Regions from separate parts of the Rattus norvegicus genome. Here region 2 is linked to region 1. A link is a contact called in public Hi-C data. All regions are on one chromosome and are shown on one strand. The core of a region is the stretch at or near the end of the contact, and the rest is flanking DNA. Distances in the headings are between cores, read along the strand shown. Region 1 holds the start of Zfhx3l (zinc finger homeobox 3 like). Region 2 overlaps Zfhx3 (zinc finger homeobox 3).

Region 1 (2,780 bases), core at 113-2,612:
TGACTTTTGATACTGTTTCAATCTCTAGGTACAGTTACTCTTTTATATCCCTACCTTTGCTTGTACTAGTTTAAAAAAAAAAAAACCGAACAGAACATCACGAGAAGGGGAAGGGCTGAAAATTCAATAAACCACCAGTGAAGGACTGGGGCAGCTCCCACTTCCCACCAACTCAGGGTGCTTACATATTAGGGTTCGACACTAAACTCCTCACGTGTAAATAAACAAACAACAACCTTCTCCCCTCTCCCCGGTAAAATCAAGGGGCTATAGCAGGAGCCACTTCGGACCGAGTGGGCTTCCCCTATATTGTTCTGAAAGCGGAACAGTACATTCTGGTTACTCTGCCTCCAAATCCATTGGAAGGAACCAACCAAGCACTGGGGCACCCACACTGCAGGTACTGTAGACATTTACAGTCAATGTAGGCACAAGACCGCAGCACATCGTCCTATTGATTACTCAGATTGATCCGTCTCTCCTCAACCATTTCCCAAGTTTCTTCCCCAGGACCTCCGAAAAAGTTGGCCAGCAACTAGCCACACAGCCAAAGTAGGTAGAAAAATAAATATATATATAGACATATATTTAAAGCCATAATAAATCCTCAATGCCCCCCCCCAAGGGCTTGAGCTTTTCTTAAAATTCCAAAGTGAATTCATGTTCTGTACTTTGCATTAGAGCCAACCGATCACCCTGTCATATTCTTCAAAGGTATTTAACAAGCCCCCCTTTTAAAAGTCACCAAACAGAAGGCCAGAAAAGGGCAATCAGTTCCCTTCATTCATATAGTCCTTAGATCAAGTTTCAATCATTGAAACCAATAAAAATTGTCATATTTCCCCTACTTCAAAGTGACGAGAAGGGGGAAAAGTTAAGAGAGGGTGATTTTTGAAGCACTCATAGTCAAAGAATCTGCCACAGTCGAAGGAATTTCACAAAGTCAAGTTCTGAGCAACAGATTCATTCACAGAGTATAAATATATATACATATATTGTTTTAATAGCTCAATACACAATTCAAGTGCACAGCGTAGAACACTCTTAGACCTAACCTCCAACTGACATGCAAAAGATTCTATACATTAAAATGTATATCGTAAAATTAAGAACGTGGGTCTTTTTTGCATCTACTGGAGTAGGGCGAGGAGTGAGAGGAGCGGGGAACCGAACGTAAACAATCCCAGTTTCGCATGAGAGAGAGAAGTGAGGAGAGAGAGAGAGAGAGAGAGAGAGAGAGAGAGAGAGAGAGAGAGAGAGAGAGAGGGAGGAGAGAGAGAGAGGAGAGGGGGAGAGAGAGAGAGAGAGAGAGAGAGAGAGAGAGAGAGAGAGAGAGAGAGGAGGGAGGAGGAAAAAAAAAGTCCTCTGATCCGATGTCTGCCTCTCAGCTGGCCGAGAAGGCCAGCAGGGCTGGCTCCGGCCCTGGCCGGCAGCGCGGCCCCGACCCCCGGGAGCCCCTAGTGTCCAGGGCGCAGCCCCCATTGCGCGTTCCTGGCGCTGCTCACTGGGCCAGGCAGAGAGCGCCCAGGTAGAGCGCGCGCGGCGCGGCCGCCTCGCCCCCTCCAGGACCCCAGGTTGCCACCGAGCTCCGCGGCCCCCGGAGCGGCCCCGCGCGGAAGGCAGGCGCCCGGCCGGCGGGGCTGCTCCGGGCCCGGCGCGCGCTCCGCCCAGAGCCCCGGCACCGCTCAGGGTGGGGCGCAGTTGTGGGGGGGGCACGCTGTACCGGGACCCCCACCCCCGCCAGCCACTGCCTTTGTCTGGCCGCGGGGACCCGGGGCCGCGAGCCTCCTCCTCCTCTTCTTCCTCCTCCTCCTCCTCCCGGGCCCCGCACCCCGGCCGGCCCTGCCCTGCCCTGCCCGGCGGCGCCTCCAAAGTCCCCGCGCGGGGCCTCGCCCCGGGCGCCTCCACCCTCCCGGGGGTCGCCGGCGGCTGCGCGGGGGCCGCGGAGGAGGGGGCGGCCCAGGTTTGGCGGCAGCGGCGGGAGGAGGAGGAGGAGGAGGAAGAAAAGAGAAAGAGAAAGTTTGGCGCAGGGGGCAGGCGAGCGGGACGCGGCGAGCGAGCAGGGCGCGGGCGCGGGGAGCGCGGGCGGCGGCGGCGGCGACCGGGCGCGGGAGCCGGGAGGGGGCAGGACGAGCCCCATGCAAAGCAGCCCGGGCGCCCCGAGGAGCCCCGCGTCCGGGCGGCGGCGGGAGGAGGAGGAGCAGGCGGCGGCGGCGGGAAGAGGAGAAAAAAAAAAAAAAAAAGAGGGAAAAGTTGCCACTTACGCGGTTGCTCCTCCGGCGGCGGCGGCTGCAGCGGCGCTGCTGGCGTCGGCGGCGGTGGCGGGAGCTGGCGGCGCTTTTAATCCCGAAAAGAGGCGCTCGGGCCGCGGAGCCCATCAAGGCAGCAGCGGCGGCTGGCGGGGGGCGGCGGCGGAGGACGCGCTGCTGGCGGCGGCGGCGGCGGCGGAGGAGCTGGAGCGCGCTCGGCGGAGCCCGGGGCGGGAGGCGGCCGCAGCCGGGGAGCCGGAGCCGCCGCCGCCGCTGCCGCCGAGCAGCATGGTTGGCGGGGAGTTTACAGCCCCCGGAGCGGGCAGGGGCCACGGAGGAGAAGCGGCGGCGGCGGCGGCAGCGGCTCTAGGCTGTAATTGGGATGCAAAGCAGGCGGCGGCGGCGGCGGCGGCTGCGGCCGGGAGGAGGAGGAGGAGGCGGCGGCGGCGGCGGCGGCGGCTGCAGCGGTCGGAGGGGACGCGCTGGAAGTGGGAGCTGATGAGTGAAAAGAAAAAAAAGTCTTTGGATCTT
Region 2 (2,780 bases), core at 211-2,710, 190 kb before region 1:
AGTGCATCTTAAAATCCGAATATGGGGCTAGAGAGATGGCTCAGTTGGTGGGACCACTTGCCACACTGACTGAGGACTGGGGCTTGGTCCCTAGACCTGCACAGTGCCTAACAGCTGCCCGTGACTTCAGTTGTGGGGATCCAATGCCCTCTTCTGGCCTCCATGGGTGCTGAATGCACATGGTATACATACATGTGCATGTGCGCGCACACGTGTATATACACACACACACACACACTCTCTCTTTCTCTCTCTCTCTCTCTCACTCACTCACTCATAAAATAAATACAACCTTTTCAATTAGGTAAACGATATAGCAAAGAAAGCATAACAATTTCTCTCCCAAGGGGGCTAATCTATGGATTGACAATAGCTACTAAAGGACTTTGGGGACAAGTCAGAAACAGGAACTGCCCTTCAGGAAAGAGGGGGAAGGTGGAAGAGATGGCAGAGAAGAAGAGAAAAGCTGCTGAGCTGAAGAGGTATCTGTGTAAAATGTAGGTAGCCACAGTGGGAGTGTGTGTGTGTGTGTGTGTGTGTGTGTGTGTGTGTGTGTGTGTGTGAGAAAACCAGAGATTTCTTTCCCGTTTTGAAAATTCAAAAAGAGTGAATAAGCAGGGTAGTCCAAAGGAGAGAACATGTGTTACAAGATGTTGTGGAGGAAAAGGGCAGTTTGCAGAAACCAGGTCACCCGAGGGCTCTGCATGTATGCGTGTGGAGGAATTCTGTTTAGAGGGAGTGATCATGAGAGTCTTGGTTTTATAGGCTTAGAGATGGACGGAGCCATCGAGGGAGCCCACAGGAGGATGAGGGCCATAAATGGGAGGAGGGGAAAGTGCTCAAGTCAAGCAGGGGTCAGGTGACTAAGGAAGGAGGCTGGCACCTTGCTCCCTCCCTCATGGAGAGACCCCTATGGAGATAAGAGAGTCTCCAGCTGGTGATTAGGCAATATCTAATCCTTCTTGGTGTTTTCAAACAGAAGACAAGCAAGAATAAGAACCAAGCTCACCAGAAACAAAACCAAAAGCCTGCACTCAAACATAGGACTGGTCCCTAAGAGCCCGGATATTCGAGTTGCTAGGCAAATGGTATACTGCTCACTCTCTGCCCATATCCCAGATGTCATTTAAGCCAGAAACTTACCAGGCTTGAAGCCAGGACAAAGGACAATGCTTCCCCACCCCCTCCCCTTTTTGTATCTCTGTGATCTTTTCGGGAAGGATGGATCCCAGAAGCATTCTAGATCAGGGGTAAGTCCAAGGCTTCGGGTGACAGGGTTGCTGTCACGGGCCCAAGTCCCAGCCGCAGAGAGCTCAGCAAAGTCAAGTAATTGTTTTCCCCCTTCCGCTAATAAGCTTTTCAGTGGGGGAAGAATTCAGCTTCCTGTAGTCAACAGACCCTTTTTTCCCTGCCTCTCCTCAGTCCAAGTAATCTAAAGTGACTGCAATTTCAGCCCTGCCTCTCCAGCATTCAGCTCCACCAGCTGGGGTCAGAGGGTGTCAAGTGAGGGTTCTCCTTTTCTCTTCTGCTCTGCCCGCACGCCGCCCGTGCTTCTTTGTAACTGAGGCAACCTTCCTCCCTGGCCCAGCCATTATGTGGGCAGCACACAGGCTATGCGTTTCAGGAAATGTCTCTTAGGGCCCAGACGGCACTGGAGGGGAATCTCTTCGCTGTAAACCAGACAACTGTTTCGGAATGCCCAACCCCGGATACCGGCTGGGGACCTACATGGCCGATTTTAGGAAATCAGTGGTAGCGAATGAATTAAAGAGGGTGGCTGCCTTGTAAGACTTTTGGTTCGGCTTCCTGAAAATGATTCTTGTTCCTAGATTCTCTTGTGTGTCTGTCTTTGTGGATCATGGTGGGGCGGGAGGGTACCTCTGCCCGTGTACATGTGGAAGCCAAAGTCATCATCTAGTGTCTTCTTCAATAGCTTTTCTGCCTCATTTTTCTGAAGTCAGAGCTCACCTTCAGCTCCAGAGATCTTCCTGCTCCTGCCTCTGCCTCCCAGCACCAGGAAGAGGGTACATGCCTCAGCGCCTTGCTGACACCCGCTTTTTACATGCGTGCTGGGGACCTGGCCTCATGTTTGCATAGCAAGCACTTGACCCACTGAGCCATCTCTCTAGCCTTCTGTTCCTAAATTCCTTGTCTTAAGATCCTGCTAAGTATTTCCAGGCCTAGTTCTTTGTTGAGTCGGGACTGGAAAAGCTCCCCGACTCACGCCTTGCCTCATTTCAAAAACACAGCTTCCATTGAGCACAGCAGCAATGGCGCTTCCCTTGGTGGCTTCAGAGAAGGAGGAAGACCTAAGGGGCACGGAACTGAGGGTGAGCAGCTGTACGGAGAGAGGGAACGAACGACAGAGCACACAGGTGTGGGGAACCGAGAGGAAGGCCTGCCCTGCAGGTGCACGGAAAGACGGCAGTGTGCAAACCACATGTGTGACATCCTCCTGGAAACAGAGCATCAAGTGGGAGACACAGGCAGGACTGCAGACCCCCCACCCCCACCCCCGCATCCTTCTTCCGACCACCATACCCAATGGCTCTGCAGGCTGGAAGGGGCGGGGGTGGGGGAGAGGCTTTATCTTTGTACAAGCACAAACAGCTGCATCCCCGCCCCAACGCTGTGCAGTCCCATGCAGCGTGCCCTTACTCCTGGCTGCAGACAGGCCTGTGATGGGAATTTATTTCCCTCAATTACGAGCTCTTGCCCCCAGTCTCAGTTCATCAGCGTGGTGCAGCCAAGTCAATGAAAGGCTCCACAATGAGGTAATC

The links. A called contact is a pair of places that touch in the nucleus more often than the background predicts.
Region 2: a Hi-C map of Schwann cells shows a contact between it and region 1, with 5 times the contacts expected there. The contact joins the enhancer-like site here to the promoter of Zfhx3l in region 1. A contact is called at or near these places in 6 of 12 Hi-C or Micro-C datasets (the A7r5 cell line, Schwann cells, frontal cortex and 3 more).

The regions. Positions count from the first base shown.
Region 1 is chr19:53,540,313-53,543,092 of GRCr8, reverse strand. Zfhx3l (zinc finger homeobox 3 like) reads left to right here and starts at 1,362. Exons shown (of 3, transcript XR_010060214.1): 1 at 1,362-1,528. It also overlaps a transcript of Zfhx3 not described here.
Region 2 is chr19:53,735,326-53,738,105 of GRCr8, reverse strand. All of the region lies in intron 4 of Zfhx3 (zinc finger homeobox 3), which reads right to left. Among named protein-coding and RNA genes, the nearest start is that of Zfhx3, 190 kb to the right of the region's middle. Within about 2 kb of position 1,460, at least 2 of the 93 cell types and tissues checked have an H3K27ac peak or open chromatin away from gene starts, as enhancers often do. A contact at or near this core is called in Schwann cells, where this site is marked.